2 separate regions of the Mus musculus genome follow, and region 2 is linked to region 1. A link is a contact called in public ChIA-PET data. All regions are on one chromosome and are shown on one strand. Each heading gives the region's core, a stretch centred on a gene start, on an enhancer-like site or on the middle of the called end of the contact. The rest is flanking DNA. Distances are from core to core; before and after follow the strand shown.

Region 1 (5,728 bases), core at 903-3,402:
CAAGATTTCTGTGTCAGATATTTAGTTATAGTGACAAAAAATAACTAATCTAATACAGTGAATCTACTTTGTACAAATCAGCATAATTTTCATACAAAGAGCAATTTCATTTCTTTGTACATTCACACTGTACTGGCTATATAATAATTAACTAGTTATAATAATACATCCAGGTAGGATAATCAAGCCTTTGTATAAACAAAACTCACTCAAATCGAACACATGAGATCAGAAAGACAGAAGCAAAACAAAGTACTGTCTATTTGACCAAAAGCCAAGTGCCATGGGCATTGATGCTTATACATTTTAAGAAAAGAGGGACAGGAGTTTATCCATTATAGTGTTTCAGTCAGGTTAGTTATAAGAGCTCTCAAAGAAGGAGTCTATGTTTTCTTCCTGTTAACACATTGCTGAGATCATGTTAGGAACTGAGCTCAGGTACACGGAAGGAAACATTCTATGAACTTCTCAATGGTTTCCACCCTGGGCAAAGCTTTGCATTTTATCACTAAGGGTAAAACAAAGAAGCATAAATTCTCTTTCTGGCTTTTGCTGTGTTTGTGTAGCATAGGGGTATATTAATTAAGAATTGCATTGGGTTGGCAGTAACACAGAGCAGAACTAAAAGTACTTATGCAAGTTATTTATTTTCTTGCATAACTTGGAAAGTAAGATTTTTATCAATCTTGGACTTGCATAATCATTCTATGAATGTTCCAAACCCAGTCTCCTGCTCTTTTCCTATCAGTATCCTTGAACATGTTTCTACCTTTAAAGTTACTTATTTGGCTTGATTAACAAAATTCTTTCCTAGAAACAGAAAGGGGTAATGGAGGGACAATTGGCTCAAAGGGTTATAGAGGCCACGAAGTCACAAATTCTGTATGTAGCAAGCCAAAAACAGCCAAAAGTAAGTATGAGTCTAAAGCCCACAGGACTTCAGACACAAAAAGAGCTGATGTCTTGGTTTGAGTCCAGAGGCACTCTGATAATCATAGGCCTGCTCAGAAAGGCAGAAGTAAGGAATTCGCTTTCACTCTAAAACATCATCTCCTTTGTTCTGTTCCTTCTAGGTTACTTGAGGGTAACCTACATGGGGGAAAGGATTCTGCTTTACTCAATCTACCAACATCAGCTTTCCTCTCATCCCAAAACACCTTTGCAGGTGTACTGGGAATAACATCTTGTCAATATCTGGATACCCCATGGTTCTGGCAAGTTTTAATACATTACACCAATCACTACATCAATCAAGTCAACTGGGGAGAGCAAAAGCCATCAGAAGCATATGCCAGGTGCAGGGAGAGGTTGCATTAAAGGGGCAGACTTGTCTGTGACTTCATGCCATTTTGAGACTTAGTCTACCTTCCTGTAACTTTCTTTTTTAGCACATCAAGATAAAGAACCAATTTCATGGCTACAGAGCACCAAATGAAAGCCACAATAAATAAGTTTTCCCAACCATGGATCATTGTCATCCAAATAAAACCAGTATGTCATTACTAATGAAAAGGAGCAACTTGATTTCAAAAGGCTACTAGCAATTTCTTCCCCAGGGTTAACTGCTGCTACAGTATGTACCACAAAATTTTCAACTCAGGATTCTCCAAACTAATAGACATGCAGCCATTCTAAGACAATTACATACTAAGCTGGCAGAAGATACTGAATAGAGAATAATATCACCCTTCAACATGGGCCAGAGACCAGGCACAAACTAATTTTAAAAACCCTCGAAATTTTAATGCTGCTTTAAAGATTTCAAAAGCTTCTTAATACAACTGAGCTCTCAGATTTCTCAATTCAATATTTAAACGTGAGAGGCCATGTTAGTGACGGAGAAGACACAAGTGCCACGTCACTACAGATTTCCCAGCATTCCACTGGCATTCCCTTGAAGTGCGAGATTGGCGCTGCTCATGAAATACCACATGCATGGCCCAGAAAACAGAATCGCAAAGTTTCTAAACACCAGAGCCCCCGAGTGTTGCACAGCATGTGTGTCCCACTTCCTCCTCCCTATGGCAGACTTGCTTGTTAATAAGCATGATTTTTATTCTTAACCTCACAGCAGGCCTTGTTTCACTGATTGCTAATTATTACCCCCTCTTTGTGGTGACACTCTCAACCCACAGCTCAGTTTCATATCCTAAAAAACCTGCGAAAATGAAACAACACCAGATTTTCTCACTGACATCACCCTGCTTCTGGTGACAGATCTGAAGCCTGTGCATGATAAATTTGGTGTTATAAAAAACTTTAGCTGGTGTTCAAACTGTCAGATATGCTGTGCAGGGCCCTGACGTGCTAGATGTTACTTCTTGTTTTGACTATTCTGGTTGATTTTTTTTCTCCTAAAATTTGTGAGATCTCAAATACATGGGTAATGCTGGAGGGATTTTCATCTTCTCTTGGGGTCAACAATTCCCACCTTCTTGGGCACTCCCTTTGTTGCTTTGTTTTATAAGATACTCTTTCTGGACCATCTGAAGATTTGGCAGAGATTTATTGTTTCAATTTCAGTTTTGTTTTTTTTTTAAGTTTCTTGAAAATACTGTATGGTCAAAGACACCTTTGGATATAGTAAGACCAGGATTGTGAATGATTGTTCTGCTATCAGAGAAAATAGAACCATCCCTTTATCATCTACATTGAAAAGCTTTTGAATTTGTAGATTATTGAAAGGGGCTCCAAATCCACTGCTAATTGTTTTTCCCAATGAAGAATTTGGAAAAGAAAATTGTTCCCTGATGGATAATTGATTAACATCATAGCAAAGCCTGGCTGGGCAGGCTCCTACCTACTTTTCACATTTTACAACCTTTTCTATGTGGGGGGGGGAGAAAAAATATGCATATATATTATTGTTATATATATTATTGTTAGGCTTTGAGAGATAGGTTGAGAGATGAATGTAATATCATGTGATACATGATAATAACACCTGTAATACCATGGCAATGTAGAGTAATCAAGAGATTTCTAAATTGCAACCAAGGACCCCTTAGCTAAGCAAAATATGTTATAGGACATCTGAGTGAGACTACTATTGTAGCGACTTTAACAGGAAAAGAGGGAAGAGAAGTGGGGAAGGGGTGATTGTGAATTTTGTTACCTTTCATTCTGCTACTAGAATTATGGGCAAATCAGTATTTATCAGATGAGGTTAAATGATCCCACAGTCTCTTCTAGTCCAAAATATATGTTTTAGTGATTCTTATAGTCTTCCATCTCTCTAGAGAAGAAGAAGAGGCTTTAAGATTTCAAATCTTATAATAATTTTCCATTAAGTATTTACTCCTTCACTTCCACACACTCTTCTCTAACACAATTAAAGATCATACAAAGGACTTGAGCTGTACTTAAGTACTACTCTCCATATACATGAACACAATCCTGTGATCTTGAGAAGGTATTGGCCATTACTAGTGGGCTTTACATAATGCTGATATATTCATATTTGTCCTAAATATCACATAGGTGGAGTTAAGAAAAGAAAGATCATCTGACAGTATGCTTTCCACTTACTGGCACCATTGGCAAGTCTGTTTACTAATTAGTCTCCAATAACCCTATGTTATGACCAGTGTTACAAACTTATAAAACTATTTTCTAGAGAAGAAGGAGTTCAAACCATAACAAAACAAAACACCATGAATGCCATTTCCCTACTGGTTGGGACCATTCAAAGTGCAGACAACTCCAAAGCATTTGCTTTGCTTTAATTATCTCACTAGTCCTTCCACTGATGAGCATTTCCTAAATCTCAGGTTAGAATTACCCTAAAACATGCTGGGATGAAGCGGTCACAATGAAGCCATCTGTGGACGCAGGTGGACATATCTTCACAAGCAGAAAAGCATACCGAGCACAGTAATGGAAATGTGCACATTTTGGTGTGGTTTTACACAAAAATTTCTGAGAGACCAGCTTGCATTAAGTCATGAGAAAATTTCCTGGACAAAAGCATACTGAGAAAGAATCTAAAGGTAAAATTAGCTATTGAAGATGCCCAAGTATACCAGGGACACTGTATTATCCCAGAAAGAGACAAAGTGAGAAGGTGAGAAGCTGCAGTGAGTAATGAGGTCAGATTCTTACTACATCTCATGCCTCATAAGCTAGGGTGGAGTCTACATGTCTGTGGTGGGTCATAGGGGGTGTCCTGGAATCTTACAGGATTGGTTGTTCCCAAGCCAGGAACAAATTATCTCAACATATTTGGGAGCTCTATGACAATTTCAGTTTTTTTCCAAATCGTATAGCTGATATATACTGCTATTTAAAATTTAGCTAGACAGCTTTTCAGAGTTGACATAAAACAATAGTGACTTCCATCTCTTCTCTCATATGCATTCACCCCCAAACCAGTCTGGATAAATCACACCAGGGACAAGAACAAACAAACAAACAAACAAACACATAAAACCTATCATTTCTGCACATCTGAAGATCAGAAAAGAAAATACTATGAGCTACTGGAAAGTATTGGGAAAACAAGGGAACATTTTTAGCTAGTATAGGGGGAAAGTAATATGGAATTGCTAAAGGTAGAAGTAATCGTCAAAAAAGAAAGCCAAAACCAAACAAATAAAAAAACTCTTACTATGAGTTACAAAGTACTGCAAACAAATCAAAGGTCTGGCAGATTCAAACACCGGTCAACAGAGAATCAGCAAAGGAGAGAATTAATGCAATCAGGACCCAAAGTAGCATGTTTAGAAAGCAATGCTTCATCTGGACCCTGGAGCTAAGACTGTTCCACAGCCCTCTGTATACAGGTCCCGCCAGGAGAAAGCTGGTCTTCCAGGAGTGCTCTCACCTCCTGGCTCAGAGGTGAGATAGCCATTTTCTCTCCAATAACTGTCTAAAACCGGATCATCCAGGAAGGAATAGGGCACAGGAACAGTGGAACACCACAGACAGGATCCTTCCCATCACCATCTGTACCCAGAGCCAAGGCTGTTGCACATCTCACTGTACAGAGGTCCCTCCAGGAGAGAGCTGGTCTCTCTGGAGTGCTGACACAGGCTTACAGACATAGAGGAGGGACAAACTCCAGCCAGAGACACCAAGGCTAACTAACACAAGAGATAACCAGATGGCAAAAGGCAAGGGCAAGAACGTTTGTTACCAATGGAAACCAAGGCTACTTGGCATCATCAGAACCCAGTTCTCCCATCACAGCAAGTCCTGGATAAACCAACACACTACAAAAGCAAGATTTGGATTTAAAATTACATCTCGTGATGCAGATAGAGGCCTTTAAGAAGGACATATATAACTCCCTTAAAGACACTTCAGGATAACACAGCTAAACAGGTAGAAGCCCTTAAAGAGGAAACACAAAACTTCCTTAAAGAATTACAGGAAAACACAACCAAATAGGTAAAGGAATTGAACAAAACCATCCAAGATCTAAAAATGGAAGTAGAAACAATAATTAAATCTCAAAGGGAGACAACCCTAGAGATAGAAAACTTAGGAAAGAGATCAGGAGTCATAGATGCAAGCACCTCCAACAGAATTCAAGAGATAGAAGAGAGACTTTCTTTTTTTTAAAATTTTTTATTACGTATTTTCCTCAATTACATTTCCAATGCTATCCCAAAAGTCCCCCATACCCCCCCACTCCCCTACCCGCCCATTCCCACTTTTTGGCCCTGGCATTCCCCTGTACTGGGGCATATAAAGTTTGCAAGTCCAATGGGCCGAGGAGAGACTTTCA
Region 2 (5,728 bases), core at 2,251-4,750, 590 kb after region 1:
AGTGGCCAAAATTCCATCCTTGTCAACTTCATCCAGGCTCCCCAAAGCCCTGGTTGTCCATCCATGTCATGCCTGCACTACCTCACTTTAGCAAGAATCTTATTGGCAAGAGTCAGTTTGAAAAGACCCTCCACTCCAGGGGGCCAGTCCAATCTCCCCACAGCAGGCCCAATAGCCTCTACATGTAATAAGCACACCAAAGAGCTTCGTATTGGAAAAAGAAAATCAAACAGTCAACAGCGTCATACAAAAATAAAGGGACATCACTGAGACCCATCCAGGTCTGAGTGTTATATAAAAATGGTACTGTTGTTAATTACCTGCCAATGACAATGCCAATGACAGAAAATAATGAGAATGTTTACCCAGAAAACTATCAGGGACTGGCATTTTAAAGTCTACCAGAATAACATAGGTAACAGGCAGAGCTCTTATTCTTCCATGATGGCTCTCTGTCGCTCCTTCCTTGACTGCTGACCTACGTCAAAGGTTTCCTACTGGAAACAATTACCATGTGCTTCTTTCTAGCAGTGAAAGAAGCAAGCCCTTTTGCCTCCTGTCTAGCATCTGGTCTTACACCCAAAACAACTTTCCTTAGTGATCATTTAGACCTGAGCAATTCATATGTTCATCCCAACAAAACAGCTGTAGACTTCTACATTGATCCACTGTGAAACACATGACATGGCGTCCTCAGAGCCATAAATAGACATGTGGGAAAAGCAATAATGCTGTAAAATGTAAAGGGGGCTATGTACTGATATTGTATCTGGAACATCTTAAGAATTGAGTACATGTTGGATTGTATCTCTGCTTCCAAAAATATATGTACTATGTTGCAGGATTGCAGAAGGTTAAATGTGTACAAATACAAGCACACACACAGGGTTTCAATTTAAGGAAAATAGTCACCAAAATAAATCCCTAAATTACGATGAACTAAATCTCTTTCCTATAAAATCTTCCTGTTCATCTGTAGTGCTATAACCTCCCACCCCACCACACACATGGGGTGTGGAGGGAAGAAGAAGGAAGAAGGAGGGAAGGAAGGAAGGAAGGGAGGGAGGGAGGGAGGGAGGGAGGGAGGGAGGAAGGAAGGAAGGAAGGAAGGAAGGAAGGAAGGAAGGAAGGAAGGAAGGAAGGAAGGAAAAGTCTCCCTACCCCCTTGGTGCTGAAATTCAGAAACGAAGAAGAAAATTAAAATCAGCCAAAAAGAAACAACACAACTCAGGATTTGAGAGGGAGAGCATTTGGAGCAGGAGGGAGCCAGCTGGTTAGCTGGCCTTTTAAAGGGTATCAGAGAAGCAGGCACAAGGCCATTAATCCTGCAGTTTTCCTTCCATTGCCAACTCTCAGGGCTTACATTACTGAGCCATCATGGAGATTAAAAATGGGTCTCCATAAAGGTTTCTTCTTCCCCAGGAACTCTCCTCTCTCTCCTCCCCACCTGCTGCCCCTTCGCACAGCAGCAAAGTCAAATCCAAAAGAAAAATATTAAAATCCAACTTGGCTTTAGGGATTTGGGGAGGTAGATAAGTTCAGGCTCTTATCTGGGCTTTAGCACAAGATTCCTTCTCTAAAGTCTCCTTAATTACATCCAGAGAAAGAGCAGGCACAAAGAGAATAACTGCCCTCTAAACCCACGGCCTTCAGTGAAGGGCTCACACTCACAGGTTGCATCCCCACAGGAGAAAGACGCTGTTCTATACTTGCCTCCTTGCCTCCTTGGGTGGCAACCTGCAAGGTCCTGCCCACACCAGACTTCTCACCTTGTTTCCTGTCACTCCCATTTGCTCAGCATCTTCCTTGCTTCAAATGTGCCCCAATTTCCCTGCTGGGCAAATACACTGTATCTGTCAACTGGAAAGAATGCTTGACTTCGGCCATGTTTCCATTAGGCCAAAAATCAGCAGACAGTTAAGAACCGAACAACTGCAACAGACTTCATCTGGCTGTCCTAGCTAAACAGAAGCATTTCATCGGTAATCTACAGCCTGTGTAAATGCTCAGGGTCTAAACAAGAATACTAACACCCAGCAGTGCACAGAGCATACATACTGCCCTGCCCAGGGGAAGTGATTTCAACCATGGCTGGTGGTCACCTAACATAGGGTGTGACAATCTTACTGAAAAGGGAGAAACCTAAAGGCCCACTCCACTGGACTGTTTCATCCATAAGCTGTCTGCTGTGCTGCTTGCCTGTGCCCTAAACCTGTGCTAGGTACCCACCCCTCGTATGATCTCAGCCAACAACTGTTAACCATCTCTGTAAGTCTCACTGGCTAAGGAGCTACAGCCCAACAGCAGACATGTTTCAATCCCAGATCCACCTTTCCAAGAGGGTCACGAGCCTTTTCAAGCCTCAATTGTGCTTGCTCTGTGTGCATGAACATAGCACAGAAGGCTTTTTATGAGATACTACTAACCATGATTTATTGTAAAGGAATGTTATTATTATTTTTATATCAAATTTATAAATAACAGTAAATGTCATCTAAAAAAACAAAGTGAGGAAGGGATTCCATAATGTGACTTCATGTGTGTTCATGTGTTTGGTTTTTGTATTCATTGGGTTGAGTTTGTGTTCTTTACTTTTGTGGATTTTTAAAAATTTTTTATTTTATTAGTTAGTTAATTTTCTAGTACTGGGGATTGAACCCAGGGTCTCAGGCATGCTAGACAAACATCCTCCCACTGAGCTATTTTCCTAGCCCTGAAGTTTGTTTTGTATCCTCTTAGATACATGATCTTGAACTGTAAAGACCTTTGAGCTTCAAACTCATCAGTACAGACCTTACAGGTGTGTACTGAGTTATTTGGTTCCACACATGGTCTTTAGGTAGCAGCTGCTGTGCCCTACTCTCCTATCTTACAGAGAAAAAGGACACATGCAGAATGTCCAGGACTCTTTAAGAAGCAAGGCTTCAAGTTAGCAGTATGCACCCAGGCCTTTATGCCCCAACCAGAGACTCTGTCTGATGACCTTCATGTCAGAAGACACAGAGCAGGGCATGGGGGCACACATCTGGAACTGTACCCACTCAGAAGCTGAGAGAAGCTGAGGCAAGATGTAGCTCCATAAAACGGCTCCATGTTGGGGTGGGGAATGAAGGAATGTGCCTGTGCCTCTGAGAGATCCCAGGCACACTGTCCCAAATATTGTCCTGTGACTAAGGTTTGCAAACTCACCACTTTTCTTGTTCCAATCTTGCAAACTGAGTGGTTAGACAGAGTTAGGGACTTCAAAGCCACGGGTAGTGGTATTCTCAGAAATTCAGCCCACTGATCAGAATTGTGGTTGCTCCAAGACCATGTCTGGCACTTTTAGATGCCACTCTTATGTAATTATGCCTTCATGGCAAAGTGAAGCCTAACTTCCCTTGCCGCTGCCTTTTTTTTCTGGGTTTTGTCAAATGTGTGAACAATGTGACACAGGAAGTGGGCCACCAGACACTTCCTATGCCAGCCTAGGAAGCCACCGAAAAACACCCTGTCTGTCCTTGTCAAGCAGAGATGTATGTGAAGGGGAAATCCCTAAAACAAGGCCAGGCAGTCAGGGGCTCCAGTTCTGTGTTACCTCACTGCCATTTAATACGTTAGAGGGTTTTTACATCACCCACTAACACCAATCTGCAGAAGCAAACGAAAGATGAGCAAACACAGCTCTCCTGAGCTGGGGAAATGACACCAATCAGATCAGCAGAGAGCCAGGAAACGACTGTTTTTTGCCAGTTCTTGATTTGTTTTGATTCAAAACAACTGGCCCCCAAATGTTTTCCTGTTCTGCCCTCCAAATCTAAAGCTGGAAGAAAATGAAGGGATTGATAATAAAGCTTTCACTATGATGGGGGAGGGGAGGGGGAGAGTGTAGAGGCAATCTGAATCAAAAAGGCCATTTACTCTCCTGTTTTTGAATACATTTGTTCTGTTCTGATAAGTGCACATTTACACTGGAGAGAAGATGGTTTTCAGAATAGGCACCTACTAGGATTAAATTTACATTCTCTGTTCAAATACAGGCACACACATTTTAAACTGACAGGGCTAGGTGTTAGGTTCACACTGGCAAACATTCAAAGGTAAGTTGTTTCAAGGAACAAATTTTGTAACTTCCAAAGCTTAAAAAATAAATAAATAAAATTTTCTGCTATTCACTTTAAGATTAGCGGGACCCCAAGACAGAAGTGACCAGTTTTAATGGCAAAGCATTCATGACATATCTTGCCATACTTGATAACCTGCACAGGTCTGACTAAGCCCAGTAAGAGGGACTGAAATCTGTATGTATAAATAATTAGGCAAAATGAGCCTGGAGATGCTCTGAGATTTGCCTGGTGACAAAGTCACAGTGACAGCTTGTTAACGTGTTCATTGAACATCACAAGCTCCACAAGAGTGGCTTTGGAAAGGATCAAGTGGGTTCCTACTGGGCAACACAGGGAGCTTGTGTTCAAATGCTCCATAAGTCAACGAATCCTACACAACGAACAGAGGAGGCTGCAGATCATACCTCCAAGGTACACCAGGCCTGTGTTTGCAAGAAGCAGAGAGATGAATGAAATTCAAGGGAAATCAAAGTTTATCTGCTGTCAGAGGGTTGTGGTTGGTTGGTTGGTTGGTTGGTTGGTTTGTTTGTTTTGATGATGCCACCTTTGGAACTGAGGAGTCAGGAAAGTATACATTTAAGGAAAAAACTATCACTTTCCACGTGGCAATTTGAAGATGGAGAATTCCATGTCCAGACATACTTTTGTTTATTTCAGAGGTGCTGATCTCTAGCCAACGTAGAGTTCAATGAGCAGTCAATGAGGTTCAGTTCAGCCAGTGCAAAATGGAAGCAGCGAGGCCATTGGAAGGTACTCACTGGATATTAGGGGATGGCTTCCAGGATCATGGATCCTAGTAGGGTAAGCCTAAGTGTTCGTGTGTGCATTGTGTTCCATGGGGACAAGGAGGAACAGGAGGAAGAAGAGGAGGAAAGACCTGGCAGGAGACAGAGAGATGGACAGACATGACATGTGGCCTAAGCAAAGGTCCCTAGGCTGAGGGAGACAGGAATGCCTCTCCGTGAAGGTCTATGATATTTATACAGGCTATGCACTTTTCACATGGACAGCTGGAACAAGGAAGCTCTTCACACTGTTGTATAAAAGCAAGTTCAAACACTTTAGTAGTAGGATTACTGTCTGGAGGAGACCACCTGGGCTAGGTGGCTCAATAAACTCATTCCAATTCATAACTAAGAATGGACAGAGATACAGGACCTAAAATTACCATTTACATCCTCTGTTAGAGGATGTTGGTGACCTCAAGTTCAATTCTGGGGTTGGGATCTACTCTGCCTTGCAATCCCTCCCAACACTGACACATGGAGAAAAACCAGCACATTTGGCCAACACACAGCTACTAAGCTGAGGCAACTCATGTCCTGGGGCAGGAGAGACCCACACTCCATCTGGCAATCTGCTGCCTACCTAGGCCCCTGGTTTCACAAGCCTGGTGAGGATCATTCCCGCTAGCAATTTACTCATTTAGTGGCTAGCTGAGCCCGAGGAGGAAAAGGGCAGAAGAAGAAAAGGAGAGCTGGTTATCGACAAAGCCCTGGCAACCTTTCTGTCGGTGCCCACTGTTTCTTAAGCATTTGACATTCTTTTCTTTTAGTTATCAGCCCATGTAGGGAGCGGGGTCAAGCGTAGGTCTAGCCAACTCGACAGTCCTTTCCTCTACA

Evidence for each region. ChIA-PET counts read pairs in DNA pulled down with a chosen protein or histone mark.
Region 2: an RNA polymerase II ChIA-PET map of memory CD8 T cells shows a contact between it and region 1, with 12 read pairs. The contact joins two enhancer-like sites. A contact is called at or near these places in 1 of 484 Hi-C or Micro-C datasets (liver) and 1 of 115 datasets of contacts at active chromatin or transcription factors (memory CD8 T cells).

The regions. Positions count from the first base shown.
Region 1 is chr15:52,563,564-52,569,291 of GRCm38.p6, forward strand. No RefSeq gene overlaps it. Among named protein-coding and RNA genes, the nearest start is that of Gm23267, 67 kb to the left of the region's middle. Within about 2 kb of position 2,153, at least 35 of the 459 cell types and tissues checked have an H3K27ac peak or open chromatin away from gene starts, as enhancers often do. A contact at or near this core is called in memory CD8 T cells, where this site is marked.
Region 2 is chr15:53,153,966-53,159,693 of GRCm38.p6, forward strand. The region is part of intron 1 of Ext1 (exostosin glycosyltransferase 1); the gene reads right to left. Among named protein-coding and RNA genes, the nearest start is that of Ext1, 190 kb to the right of the region's middle. Within about 2 kb of position 3,501, at least 70 of the 459 cell types and tissues checked have an H3K27ac peak or open chromatin away from gene starts, as enhancers often do. A contact at or near this core is called in memory CD8 T cells, where this site is marked.